Linked DNA regions of Mus musculus: all the other regions are linked to region 4. A link is a contact called in public promoter capture Hi-C data. All regions are on one chromosome and are shown on one strand. The core of a region is the stretch at or near the end of the contact, and the rest is flanking DNA. Distances in the headings are between cores, read along the strand shown.

Region 1 (2,700 bases), core at 84-2,583, 2.3 Mb after region 4:
TCCTCTCCATAAGTTCAGGTGATCCTTTCAGTTGCTTTCCCAATTTAAAGACAAGAAATGGAGGCACAAGTAACGATCTGCCTAAGGTCACAGAGGTTAGAAAGTGGCAGAGCCTAGCTCTCTTAAGCTCGCTCTTCATAGCCTGGCATACCAACGTTTAAATATGACAAAGAAGCACAGGTGCCATTTGATTTTATTGTTTCCTAAGACGAAGTGTCACGAGGTTATTTTGTTTAAAAGAACACAAACATGAAGGTTTTACTATTTATGATTGTGATTTCCAAACCCTTGGGAATTTCTAAGCTCGTATTCCCCACCCCCACTCCATTCCAAGGATGTCTGAAACACGTGCTCAGACAAACTCTTGAAATTTCTTCTTACGATTCCAGCACCCACAACACTCAAAAAAAAAAAAAGCACTGTGTGCTCAGAGTGTGTGTGGTCACTGTGAAAAAGGGAGTGTAGGGTGTAAATAGAATTTGAATAACAGAAAATGTGGCTATGTAAATTCTTGCTACTTTAAAGCACCGCCTGTGGGTCAGCACTGTCCGTCCGTGGGCCAGAGAAACTGGCTGGAAATACACAATCTTAGCTTTCCTCCCAGATCTGACGAAATCAGAATCTAAATTTAAACTAGAACCACCGATGCTCCTGTGTACTTTCGAGTTTGACGCCAGTGATTTAAGTCACAATCTGATTTCGGTTTATCACAACACTAGCAGCGTCTCACGGGTCCTAACCTTAGCACAAAGAAGAACCACAAAGCATTTTCTTAAGCGGAAGTTTTCGTTTCTTTTCCTCCTTCGAGCCGTGCCTCCCAAGCCCGCCAGACTCCTCCCGGGAAGGAGCCCAAAAGCCGCAGGGACCCGGCGGCGCCCGCAATGCGGTGGCCGCCACACCCCTCCCCTCCCGCAGCCTGCCTGCCCTACTTTCTTTACTCGGTCGGACGGATGCGCCACGCGGGAGAGCGCACGCAGACGCGGCGGGCGCTCGGAGCGGCTCCCGGCCCGGCGCGGAGACTCCGAAGGGGAAGAGAAAAGGCCTTGGGCGACACAGGACCATGCGCACCAGCCCTGGACTCCGCCGGCTGGGGCCTGAGGCCTGAGGCCCTCACCTTCAACACCAAGTCGGCCAGGTAGACGGCAGTCCAACCACCCACCACCACCACCAGCAGCGACACCGGAATCATCGTAGCGACGGATGGACGGCGGGCCCCGGCGGCCTGCTTCTGCGAGCCCCAGTCAGCCGTGCGCCCGCCCGGAGCCTTCCAGCTCCAGCATCCGCGCAGGAACTAAAGTGCTACCGGGTTCTTTGCTCCGGTGGCAACATTTCCCTCCGGACCCTTCCGGTGAGGACACTCAGCCGTTTTTTTTTTTTTTTTTTTTTTTTTGTTTTGTTTTGTTTTTTTTTTTTTTTTGGTGCATATGCCGGAAAAAGCGCGCGGGCTTCTTTTCCTGGGACGCTCGGGCTCCGGAATGCTCGAAGCTCGGGTCGTCCGTCCGGCAGCGTGCTTGTGACTCATGAGGCTTGACCCTCTCTGCGCTCTGCCCTTCCTTCTCACTGATTTCCATCTCCGGTTTGTTGTGCTTTTCATATAGCCGGAGTTTGGGATTGTCAGAAGTACATACCCACATTTAAATTAATCACGTCTCGTTCTAACGTCTTTATGCACGGCAATATCGTAATGGAGGCCTCATTTGTTCATTTCGGTGTTTTGAAAACTAAATATCTGTCTATATCTTAATCGAAATACGTAGCATTTCTTTTCTTTCTATTTTTTTTAAAGATTTATTTATTTATTATATGTGAGAACACTACAGCTGTCTTCAGACACTCTGGAGGAGGGAGTCAGATCTCATTACAGATGGTTGTGAGCCACCATGCAGTTGCTGGGATTTGAACTCAGGACCTTCAGAAGAGTAATTGGTGCTCTTAATCGCTGAGCCATCTCACCAGCCCCATACGTAGCATTTCTATCCAGAGAATTTCTTTCTAGTTTCCCTTCCTACGTATTTCTGTCCCCTGCCCCGTTCTGATTTATTAATTAATTTATTTATTTTTAATGTTGAATTCTGCGTAAATAGAACCACACTGTTAAAATCTGGATTATTTCGCGCGACATTTTGTTTTGTAAGATTTGTCTATATAACTGGTCTTTATTTTAAGACAGGGTCTCACTATGCAATCCAAGCCTGGCATTCACTATACAGAGTAGGCTGGCCTTGAACTCTCAGAGTTAACCTGCACTTAAGAGTTGTGCATCAAAAATACCTGGCTGTTGATTAAAAAAAAAAAACAAAAACTTTCATCTAAGACTTGAGGAGCCGGGCGTAGTGGCGCACGCCTTTAATTCCAGCACTCGGGAGGCAGTGGCAGGCAGATTTCTGAGTTCGAGGCCAGCCTGGTCTACAAAGTGAGTTCCAGGACAGCCAGATCTATACCGAGAAACCCTGTCTCGGAAAAAAAAAAAAAAAAAAAAAAAAAAGACTTGAGGTTTGGGCTATTGCTACATATTGGAGTTCTAGACCTGGAAAAATGGCTCAACACGTAAAGGCACTTGCTGCCTAACCTGACTACCTGAGTCAGTCCCAGGGGGACAACATGATGAGAGAAACAGCCCTTGCAGGTTTTCCGTTGATCTACTGGCCTATAAAATAGGTTAGATGAAACTTTTAAAAATTGGAGCACTGACCATCTGTC
Region 2 (2,700 bases), core at 60-2,559, 2.2 Mb after region 4:
CCATCCCTACCCTTCAAAATTCCATCACGCAAAAAAGACTCTCCCAACCATTTCTGCCGAGACCAGGCTCAAATATCTGAGCCTCCAGGATTAGGGGTGATGGTGATGGTGGTGGCTCTAGTTCCCGCGCCCAGATCTCATCCCTCCCCACCCCCAATAATAATAATAATCGTTTCCTTTCTCTGCCCGCCGGGTCCCTTTTCAGAGGATCCTTCATCTCCTTAGATGACTAAAAAAAACCTTGCAAGCGCTGAGTGGCCCTGGTCCTCCTTCAACCCTCGCTGCCCTTAAGGGGAACCCCCCGACACACACACCCAAGAGGGAAATTCAGCAGCCTGCCAGAACAGGAAAAGGTGGCGTGGGCAGCGGTCCCGCGCCGCACACACCCCTCGCTCAGGCCTGCCTCGCCCGCCGTGCCTCGAACGAGCTAAGGCGCTCCGGTACCCGCCTCCCCCGGGGATCCGCCGCGCCCCACGGGCTGAAAGGGATTCCCCCCCAACAACGGGGCGTGGAGGGCGGCGAGCCCGCGTGGACCGACGCTCCAGGCCCGGAAGGGCGGGCGGGCGGTGCGGCTGGCACACACGGACGCGGTTCTCCCAGGCCCCGCAGTGCGCCAGCCTCCAGCTCAGCCGAGGACCAAACGCGGCGGGGGACCGCGGGGGCGCGGCGCGGCCTCCGCCGGTGCACGAGGGCCCGCAGCGTGCTCCGCGCAGCAGCCCGGCAGACGCAGGCGCCGCGCGGCCGTCCGCATTGTTCAGCCTGCCGCGCGCGCCCCGGAGGAGCCTGGTCCTGTGGCCTCGAGCCCCGCAGGCGCGGAGGGAACTGTCGCCCCGCCGCCGCTACCGCTACCGCTGCCGCTGCCGCCGCCGCCGCCGCCGCCGCCGCCGCCGCTGCGGCGCCCGTGCAGGTGGCGAGCGGCGCCCTCACCTTTGGCGCCGAGCTTGAAGTCGAGCGTGCTGTGTCTTGCTGCTGCCATAGTGTGGCGAGGCCCTGTGCCATGCCTGGGGAGGCGACCGCAGGAGACTGAGGGACCGCGCGGCGTGTCAGGCTGCGGGCCGGCGGGGAGTGCGCTGCGCCGGGGGAGGCCAGGAGTTAGGAGGTGGGAGGGGCCGCGGGCAAGCGACCCGGGGCGCGGGGGCGGGGCCGACCCGCCTCTTAGAGGAGGAAGCAGGGACGCCTCCAGCCCCGAACTTGAAGCGCTGGGTGTGAGGCCTCGCTAATGGTGGAATCGCGGGCGCCGGGCTCCCTGGCATGCGTCACCAATGGCCGCGCCCTGCGCTAAAGCTCTGGCCATGCTCTCCCGCCATTCGCCATCCGTTAGGAGGTCACCCAGCTTTAAACGGCTCAGCGCGACTTCCGGGGGGCCTCCCTATACACTTCCCCATATGCCTACCCCTCCTCCCCAAGCAAAAGCCCCAGTTACTTCCTGACCATTTGAAGAAAATAAAATGCTACCACCCCTGTAGTCTTAAAGTACAAGCCTGACTTTTTCTTTAAATGCACGTGAACCCCGCTGGGATTATTAACAATGTTTCTATTGGTAAGGGGTAGTATTTAAGAACAGAATAGAAGGCTCCTGGGCATTCAAGTAGCATACATTTTCATGCAAATTTGGAAAAGAATCAAGGACTAAAGCCTAACTGAGAAGTTGCAGATGTGAGAGCCTCTTCCACAGGACTTCCCCCTCCTCGGTACCTCTATTTTTTGTCAATGGACCTACAGCCTTGGCCTCTTTTTTGACCGTTAGTAGCATTCAACAAGATGGGACAAAAGAGAACTGAAGTGCCTGGGGAATAAAGGGATCCTTTATTGCACGAGCAAAATCCCAGGGCAAATTGACTCCATCATTGTATGGATTGCTGTGCCTCTCCTGATACCAGGAATTTCTGTAATGGTTGTTAAACTTCAGATTAGTGAACTCTGTGCCTCCTCAACAACACAAAAACATTAAGTTTAGCTTTCCCTTAGGCCATTTCGAATGGTCGTTTGGTTTGGTTTGGTTTGTTGGTTGGTTGGTTGGTTGGTTGGTTAGTTTTGCGTAGTCCTTCCCTGTCCTGCAAGAACCTAACACTGACGTCATATTTGTCCTTCAACAACTGCATCTCTTTTCAGTGGGCTCCTACTTTGTTCCTATCCATAGCCATCTGTTTTTATTTCCTTCTCTGGAGACCAGGTCCTCAGTTTTGTAAGCTAATTTGTGTTCCGCTCCATCAGCCCCAATGTATCAGCCCCAAGCTCCTCTTTCTTCCTTTCTTCTGGAGTCAAGTCACTAGAACATAGCTGTCCTCCTGTGTGTTTAAGGGTAGTGAAGCTTCCCGCGTAGGACATGTGCTTCATGCCCTGCCAGCATTGGGGTAAGCCACCTGCCTTCCCTTAGCTTCACTATCTGCTGTCAACCTCTTGAATTTCTTGAAAATTTCAGAGCAGAAGGCATCTGAGGTTTTGCTGATAAGTATGTAGCTGGTCTTGCTCAGTAGATTGTGGAGAACATTGCAGACCACCATGGGCTCCCAGCTGAAGCATATCCGCCCTAGAATTTGTACTTCACCTTGCAAAGGGCAAAATGAAGAACCTTGAGATACTTTAATGAAGTGATGTCAAAAGAGAGCCCTGAAGAGAAGAGGATGCTCGATATAGGATCAGTATTGTCAGGATGATGTTAGCAGTTTACTGCAAGGGTCTTCTCACTAATCTGCATAA
Region 3 (2,700 bases), core at 1-2,500, 2.3 Mb before region 4:
AGGTTAGCACAGCTGTTAATATCAAATGCCAACGACAGAAAAAAATAACATAAACTTTTCCTCAAGTATATATTTAAACATATTGTGATTCTTAGTCAACAGTGTTATAAAATGAATACAAGATAACAATATCTATAGCAAACACTACTTTGCAGTTTAACAATTAGCACTGGTCACAAATACCAAATACAGTGCCCTCCCCACCCTCCACAACCTTTTGAATTCAGGACCCTGCCTATCTACTCCATGGAGCAGATACTTTGGATTCTCTTTTCCACTCCTAAGGGTTTGCCTAGGATCTCTCTATGGAGCAGAATAACCCCTAGCACCCGAATTGAGAATAGCCTCAACCTCTGCATCATCATCTGAATCCCAGTCATAGTTACATGGCCAGTCTTTGGAGCATCGGTTCCGAACTCTTGCCACAAAATGCATGACTTTCAGCTTGCTAGATTCCACGTGTGCTCGAGGGCCCCAGAAGAACTCATACTCCACTGGACTGCTGCGGGGCACTGGCTTATAAATCAGATACCCTCTGCGCACAAACTCTTCTGTAACGACCTTCTTCGGATCTCCAAAGATGCTGTGCTGCCTCCCAGGCTGCATCCCTAACTTCCCCAGCACTTTCCACACCAGGGCCTCCTTTGCGCTGTTGCCCATGATGAAGATGAGGGCTAATATGGACATTAGGAGACTTTTCTTGGTGCCCTGAAAATTGCTCCGGGTAACCGGCTTTTGCACTAGGGCAGTGCTCGAAGCTTCTGAAGGGGTACTGGAGGCCTTCTCCAGGGTGCTTGTGTCTTCCTCCGGGCCGCTCAGGTATTCTTCGGGTGTGCTCGGGGCTACAGAAGCCGCCATCGGGGTCTCTGAAGCCTCTGAGGCCTGGCTCTTGCGATTGTTGCGATTCTCTTCAGCTGCCTTTGCGTTCCGGCGGCGCCGACTCTTCCGTCCCCGAGGCATGGCTCCTGCAAAGCGATGAAAGCCTGCAGCACTTGGAGAAGGCTATTGGCAGCGTCGGAGAAAAGTGGCTATCTTACTCAGGGACGGCCGCTGAACCGCAAACGCCAGCGGAGCCTTTGTGGCAAGGAACCAGTCGCTTTCAGCCACAAAGCCCTTTCCCAGGCAAGCTGACTTGCGCAAGGAGTCGCCGCCCGCACTCCCTGTAGCGCCAAGCGCGCAAGAAACCAGAGCAGCATTGGCCCCGCCCCTCCTGCCACGCACACGCCAAACACCCAAGAGGAAGTGGGACTCTCCCGCACAGGAACTTCCGCTAGCCGAAAGGAAAAGGAGCGGGCTGCATTTTGAGTCCCACAATGGTAGTTAAGACAGCTAGGGGGCGGGGGGTTGCAGGGATTTGTCCTGCGCGCAAGAGAATGTCGGTCTTCTTTAGGCAGGTGCACACATTATCCTATTGGTTCATAGCTTTTGGCAAGCAGTGGGCCCTTCCAGTCTCACCAAAGGCGGGCTGAGAGGGGTGGGGTGGGGTGGGGGAGGGGTGCGGCGGGGCACAGGCTTGCAAGAGGTCAGCTGACCCCAGCCCTCCTTGGCTGCCTTGGCTTACACAGCATATTCACTCTCCCGCCTGGGTTTTCAGAAGGCGTTTATGTGTGGCTAATTAATTCGTGGGCCCATCAGGGACCCGAAGAATAGACTTAATGACCAAAGCGGTGGGTGAGGGGAGGCAGCAGTGCGCAGGAGACGCAGAGCCTGTACCCTGCTACGTGTTCGCCTGGTCAATTAAGCGGGGGCAGTGAGAAGATCAGGCTTAGATTTGCGCAGCCTCACGGAGGCCAGAGTACTTCCTGGCAGGCCACAGAGGAAGCAATTAGAATAAGAAGCAGCTGGATGAAAGTGAGCTGTTGCCATGGGGACTGAGAGACAGAAAGGCATTTGAAGGGAGACCACAGGCAGGCTTCAGACAATGGGTGGGAATGGGGAGCAGAGAGATGGTATGGTGCGGTTGGATCCTGGATTTCTAGGCCGGCCAGCCAGCTTACCTGCCTCGACTCGCTCCCCTCGGTGCACACTCTGAACTTTGTCCACTCCTTCTCTCTGCTCAGGTTCCTCTGCCTGAAATGCCTCCCCTCCATCCTCCACTCTCTAAGTACCACCTGCTTCTCCCAGGCAGCTTCCTCGCTCGCTCAAGTTCATTTCGGCCTGCCCCAAAGAGTAATGAGTCAGTTCCTACTCCCCCAAGGGAGGCCCCATAGCCAGGCATGCTGCTTTTCTTGTGTCATTTGAAGCGTGAACTTGCTCAGATCCTTCACCTCTCTGAGCCTGGCTTTCCCCCTTGAAAGTGGATGTAACTCAAGCACTGGCTTCAGAGTTGTGCGAATTCAACGAAAAGCCTTTACTGCCTAGTAAGCACAGATTTGCCTCTAAGTGCGTTGCAAGCAGCAGCAGCAGGTGAGAGTGGCATTTAAGAAATGCGCCTTGAGGGAATATGTGGTGGAAAGATTTTACATGTGTTCCGTTTTTGAAAAAATGGTTTGGTGTGAGTGTGTGTGTGTGTGTGTGTGTGTGTGTGTGTGTGCGCGCGCGCCCCGTGTGCTTGTGCCCTGTGTGCTGTATACACGAGGGGTTAGCAGAGGGCGTGGGACCCCCTGGGACTGAGTTAGAGGTGCTTGAGATCTGCTCGCTATGGGTGCTGGCAACCTAACTCGATTCCTCTGGAAGAGCAGCAAGTGTTCTCTTAACTGC
Region 4 (2,700 bases), core at 166-2,665:
ATCTTTAGAGGTTCATAACTGTGAAGTAGCCAGATGTGGTAGAGCACAATTGGAATCCAGCACTCTGCAAGCTGAAGGAGGAGGACTACAGAATTTGAAGCCATTTTGTCAGATCTGTCCAGTCCCCATGTCCAAAAAATTGACCCCAAAATGTTAAGTATAACTATTGTTTCACTGAATACTAGCACAGAATGTGCCACAACCACCAAAACTCAAACACACACTCACAGAATGCCAAATAATCCCTAGGAAAAGTGGGTTAGGGAAAAGCAAATAATATATGGTCTGTGTCTGTGTCCCCTGATCACTTTTTTGGCAATCTTAATATCCAGATGCAGCAGGCCTCAATTTTCTCACTATCTTCTTAGTCTGACGTGTCTTTTTCTGAGAGTGGCCACTAGCTTCAAACACTAGACAGAAAGACAAATAATGAAAAGCCCAATTGGCAGTACACAAGATTTACCACCAACCCAACTGTGCCTCTTCCGCCTCTTCCCCAGTTTCCCTCCAAAATACTCCATAAGACTTGTTTTTTTTTTTTTAAATAAACATCTATTAACTCTACAAAGTTTGGGGAGATGACTCTCAATAACAATCTTTATAAGCTAAGAGAAAAAAAGTTTGACCTCCTGACCATTTTGTTTAACCACTTTTCTGTTTAACCAAACTTTCTGTGAATCATTATTCAACTTATCAATGTACTTTCTTCCCTGGAAAAAAGAGATAGGACGGCTGCAGGCACTTTCGAATATGTAAGGAAGTATTTTAGTTTGCACAACATCCTCCACGACTGTAAGCCCGGGTCTAGAAACACCCCCATCTGCGGCTTTGGGGGTAACCGCTACCTCTCCCGAAATCTGTTCAGAGAAACCCATTTCTTTCTTCACACCAGGAACCCACCTCCAACCTCACACCCACAAAGGCATGGGGTGGACCGAGAACTCCCAGGCAGCCTTGGGGGGGGGGTGCGGCCCAACTCCAGCCCCACCCTTTTGTAGCATCCACAATTAGGGTCTAAGATTCCTCGAGTTCTACCTCCTCCACCCAAACTCGCAAGGCACCACCTACTCTTGGCTTTGCTTAGATGCAGGGAGTGATCCGCGACTGAAACCCGGGACGCCTCCCCGGGGTACACTTGTCCACCAGCGTAGAAGTGGCACTCATTTTCGCGGGTCCGGAACCGTTCATCACTCTCCAAGCCTTGCAGAGATTCGGTCCGCAACAGGAACAGCAGCAGCGGCGGCAGGAGCAACACCAGCTTTCGGGTCCAGCGACGGGACGCCGTGGTCCCGTCCAGCAGCTTGGACCGCGCCTCCATGACCAAGCAAGCGCGAAAACACGTCCCTCTGCTAAAGCACAGAGTCCCCTGCCGCCAGGCAGCCAGCTAAAACGGCGCGCTGGAGACCGCGCGACCAAGGGCGCGGCCTCGCGAGACTTGCTCCGCCCCACTCCGCCCCTCCGCCACGTGGGCGCAAGCTCCGCCCCCCCCAGTGGGCTTCTGCGCCTGCGTCAAAAGGAGAGCCAAGCTGAAGTGTTTTCCCAATTTAACAAAAGAAGTTTGCACGGGTGCCTAGTGACTGATCTCCAGAGCACTGACTGTCCCTGTCCTTGAAGGTGTACTTCCAAGTCCATCTCTGTAACAGAGCTTCCCTACCCCTCACATCATCCCCTCACAAGTTCACACTAACCTATGTGCCTGTGAAGGACTTAAAATGTAGACTTTTCGTGGTTATTTTGAGACAGGGTTTCTCTGTGTAGCCCTGGCTGCCCTGGAACTTGCTCTGTAGACCAAGCAGAGATCTACTTATCCCTGCCTCCCTGAGTGCTGGGGATTAAAGGCGTGTGCCACCACAATTTATACTTCTAATTAAGGTCACTTTCATGCATCTCATTTTGTTTTTGTTTTTGACAGATCATACTTGTATGCACTTACAGGGCACCATCTGAATGAATATAACATGGAATGTAGTCACCAACTCATTTACCTTTTTATGGGGAAACACCCAAAACAGTTATTTTGAAATATACTGGTTGACTATATTTGGCCTGTTGATTACTCTAGGTTTAGGAGGCTGGGGGCAGGGGGTGGGTGGGTTAGGCCATGGACACTACAAAATTGCTGAACTTAACAGACATGTATGTGTCCCCTGAACCTCCGGAGTGATTTGCCTGTACAGTGCCAGGACTCATCTTTTCAGCTCTTTTCAGTCCCAGAAAAACTTGAGAGCAAATAGCTAACCATTTATTTTCCTCCAACAGGCAAAAAGAAGTTTGGGGGAATTAATTTTGCTTCAAAGATTTGCTTTTCCAGTCAAGAGCTGTAAAGTTCGTAGTCACCCCTCATAGCACAGCATAACTACCCATTACCCATCGAGCCCTCTTCCTCTGCTGCCTTGCCTCTCCTACCTATGATACACTAGGGCATGCCCAGCCGCCCTTGAGTTATTGCCCCAGCGCCTAGGGGCTCAGTCCCACTTTAGCTTGTCAGACTGAATTGTGACGTCACCTGTCTGCTCCCTCAGCCCTAGTGCTGCCTTCATGAACTCCAAACCATAACTGATTTACACCCTGTTCATCCTGTTTTGAAAAATTACTATTTAAATTTTTTTTGTCTATATGTCTGTTCACTGCTTGTGTGCCTGCTATTCATAAAAGCCAGGGGAGGACATTGAAAGATCCCCTGGAACAGAAGTTACAGAC
Region 5 (2,700 bases), core at 124-2,623, 2.1 Mb after region 4:
ATAATCAAACTCTCTCCCTTCTTTGGCGTACATCTTCAGTACTGGGATACAGTCTTCTATAAGAACCTTTCAGAGAGAACAAGATCAGACACATGAGTCAACAGAAATGGGTATGTCATTAAGCACTTATAAAGGGAAAATGCAAGCTGGGCTTTAAATCCATAGAACCAGCCCATGAACAGAGATCTTCACCTCTGTTAATACCAAAAACTGTTTCAAAAACAAAAGGTCAGGCCGTGCAGTGATAGTGCATGAGTTTAATCCCAGCACTTGGGAGGCAGAGGCAGGCGGATTTCTGAATTTGAGGCCAGCCTGGTCTACAGAGTAAGTTCCAGGACAGCCAGGGCTATACAGAGAGATTGTGTCTTGAAAAACAAAAACAGGGGGCTGGTGAGATGGCTCAGTGGGTAAGAGCACCCGACTGCTCTTCCGAAGGTCCGAAGTTCAAATCCTAGCAACCACATGGTGGCTCACAACCACCCGTAATGAGATCTGATGCCCTCTTCTGGTTCATCTGAAGACAGCTACAGTGTACTTACATTAAATAAATAAATAAATAAATAAATAAATAAATAAATAAATAAATAAATAGAAAGAAAAACAAAAGAAGGAAAAGAAAAGAAAAGAAAAGAAAAGAAAAGAAAAGAAAAGAAAAGAAAAGAAAACCTAAGGTCAGGACTTGATACCAACACCATAGAAAAGTTCACCTGACACATCTGTTTCCTTTACTAAAATTGAAACCATGTACATCTGATCATGTACAGTAAATTACTCTATGTTCTACTCCTTGACTTTAATATTCCTTTATAAGCATAATCATATTAACTCCCCTCAGTTCCCAATTTAAAAAGGCTGTGTTTTTCTTTTCTATCTTCGTTTTTTGTACCTAGGGCTTGAGTTTACTGAACTTTCCCTTTCGTTGGTTTGTAGGGTTAGTTGACTTCGTTTTCAAGCAAGAGGATGGCCCAGTTAAGCCAGTTTTGCTTACTAGAGCTTTCCCCAAGTGAAATAAAATGCATATTGGATATGTTAAGAGTGTGTTGGAATACATACTATAAATTCAAGCTCCCAAACACAAATCTTATGTGTCTACACTCTGTGTCTGACTTCCTATTTGATTAGAGGGCCTGGAGCAAATTACCAATGAGAAGGAAAAGTCTCTCTCCACAATGACTACTGTGTGAATTTCTCTTGGCTACTTTTACACATTCATTCTAATAAAAGCAACTTTGAAAGCATTCGTTGGTCTCACTCCCTTGGGGTTCTGATGCCATTTAGAAGGAGGATAAATGAGAAGCCCCTGAAACTGTTCTGCTGTCACGCCTCTCCACCGACTAACGACATTTCCTGTCTCAGGAAAATCTTCCCATCGTGCACATCGGCCTCATCATACCTCTTGCTAAGTTTACTTCTAAGTACTTAGCGGACTACTTTGAGTGCGATTTCCTGTCACACGTCTCCCAATTTCCTTTCAAACTGTTCTGCATTTAACAGAGAGAAAAATTAATCTTTCCTAAATCACTCACAACTTTAATCACTGAGCCAATTTCTCAGAAATCACAGAGATCAGCATGGCAAATTTCTTGGACTTTTCTAACCATTTTTATCCCCTATAATTATTTCATTATTTTTATGACTTGCATCTTCCTATCTTACTATATTAGTGACTTCAAAATTAATGATAATCTCAGATACACAACACTCATAATTTGGTTCCTGCTTCCAATGAAAATGACTTTTTTCGACTTACTCCAATTTTTACTTTAGCATTTACTGTTAAAATTAAGTCTCTGATACTTTCTATTGTATTTTGGTAGATTACCTCTATTAGAATGTCTTTTGCTATGGGTACCCAAGTATATATGTGCATGCAGGCGTCAACCAGAGGTCAAACTGAGGTTTTATAGGGTCTCTCAGTAGCCTGAAGCATTCCTATTAAGACTGGATGGAGTAGCCTAGGGAGATTATAATCACATGCCACTATATACTCGCACACCCAGCAGTTTTATGTAAGCGTTGGTATTGAACTCAGGTTTTCATGTTTACACAGCAAGCTGTTACCAACTAAGCTGTCTCCCTAGCTCCTATAGCAATTATTATTCAGAATGAGTGATAAACATTCTGACACTCTGTCTTTTACTATCATTAGTTATGTTTCTCCTTTGCGTTATTTATGAGCCCGGCAGTGGTGGCTCACACCTTTAATCCCAGCACTTGGGAGGCAGAGGCAGGTACATCTCTGAGTTAAAGACCAGCCTGGTCTACAGAGTGACTTCCAGGACAGTCAGGGCTACACAGAGAAACCCTGTCTCGGAAAAAAAAAATTATGAAATATAACTAACTTGTTTTATCATTACTTTATTACAGTGCATGCGTGCGTGTGTGTGTGTGTGTGTGTGCGTGTGTGTGTGTATGTGTTTTACTAATTAAACTGAGGTCATCAGGAGGCTTGGAGGCAACTGCCTTTACCCACTACATCATCTCAATAGTCTAATAACAAATTTCTTAAAATTCCCCCCTTTAATTTTTTTAAGCTAAATTCTATTTGAGTATAATAGATTAAAATAATAAGTTGCTAAGTTTAGCATCTTTTACTTGATAATTTTATATGTGTGTACATAAACCAAATGTGTGCTCAGGTGGATCTGTCTTCTCCCAGACAAGGCTCCCACCATGCCTGAAAGCTTCAGAACCCTCAGT

What was found. Promoter capture Hi-C pulls out the DNA fragments that hold promoters and counts their contacts.
Region 1: a promoter capture Hi-C map of the HPC-7 cell line shows a contact between it and region 4. The contact joins the promoter of Mbtps2 here to the promoter of Prdx4 in region 4. A contact is called at or near these places in 13 of 39 promoter capture datasets (the 3T3-L1 cell line, 3T3-L1-derived adipocytes, the C10 cell line and 9 more) and 3 of 115 datasets of contacts at active chromatin or transcription factors (astrocytes, large pre-B cells and stem cell-derived neural progenitor cells).
Region 2: a promoter capture Hi-C map of pre-B cells shows a contact between it and region 4. The contact joins the promoter of Sms here to the promoter of Prdx4 in region 4. A contact is called at or near these places in 10 of 39 promoter capture datasets (the C10 cell line, the HPC-7 cell line, cranial neural crest and 6 more), 4 of 115 datasets of contacts at active chromatin or transcription factors (the 230-238 cell line, astrocytes, cardiomyocytes and 1 more) and 1 of 9 other capture datasets (liver).
Region 3: a contact with region 4 is called in a promoter capture Hi-C map of pre-B cells. The contact joins the promoter of 9530051G07Rik here to the promoter of Prdx4 in region 4. A contact is called at or near these places in 2 of 39 promoter capture datasets (cranial neural crest and pre-B cells).
Region 5: a promoter capture Hi-C map of pre-B cells shows a contact between it and region 4, with 9 times the contacts expected there. The contact joins the enhancer-like site here to the promoter of Prdx4 in region 4. A contact is called at or near these places in 12 of 39 promoter capture datasets (the 3T3-L1 cell line, 3T3-L1-derived adipocytes, the C10 cell line and 8 more) and 4 of 115 datasets of contacts at active chromatin or transcription factors (astrocytes, embryonic forebrain, embryonic stem cells and 1 more).

The regions. Positions count from the first base shown.
Region 1 is chrX:157,597,382-157,600,081 of GRCm38.p6, forward strand. It overlaps Mbtps2 (membrane-bound transcription factor peptidase, site 2), which reads right to left and starts at 1,334. Exons shown (of 11, transcript NM_172307.3): 1 at 1,115-1,334. The coding sequence starts at 1,189.
Region 2 is chrX:157,490,978-157,493,677 of GRCm38.p6, forward strand. It overlaps Sms (spermine synthase), which reads right to left and starts at 1,310. Exons shown (of 11, transcript NM_009214.4): 1 at 928-1,310. The coding sequence starts at 976.
Region 3 is chrX:153,036,379-153,039,078 of GRCm38.p6, forward strand. It overlaps 9530051G07Rik (RIKEN cDNA 9530051G07 gene), which reads left to right and starts at 1,251. Exons shown (of 4, transcript NR_040272.1): 1 at 1,251-1,316; 2 at 2,061-2,406. Mageh1 (melanoma antigen, family H, 1) reads right to left here and starts at 1,185. Exons shown (of 1, transcript NM_023788.3): 1 at 1-1,185. The coding sequence starts at 960. The coding sequence ends at 304.
Region 4 is chrX:155,337,045-155,339,744 of GRCm38.p6, forward strand. It overlaps Prdx4 (peroxiredoxin 4), which reads right to left and starts at 1,416. Exons shown (of 7, transcript NM_016764.5): 1 at 1,069-1,416. The coding sequence starts at 1,318.
Region 5 is chrX:157,456,043-157,458,742 of GRCm38.p6, forward strand. It overlaps Sms (spermine synthase), which reads right to left. Exons shown (of 11, transcript NM_009214.4): 8 at 1-66. Among named protein-coding and RNA genes, the nearest start is that of Gm24281, 27 kb to the left of the region's middle. Within about 2 kb of position 1,374, at least 5 of the 459 cell types and tissues checked have an H3K27ac peak or open chromatin away from gene starts, as enhancers often do. A contact at or near this core is called in pre-B cells, where this site is marked.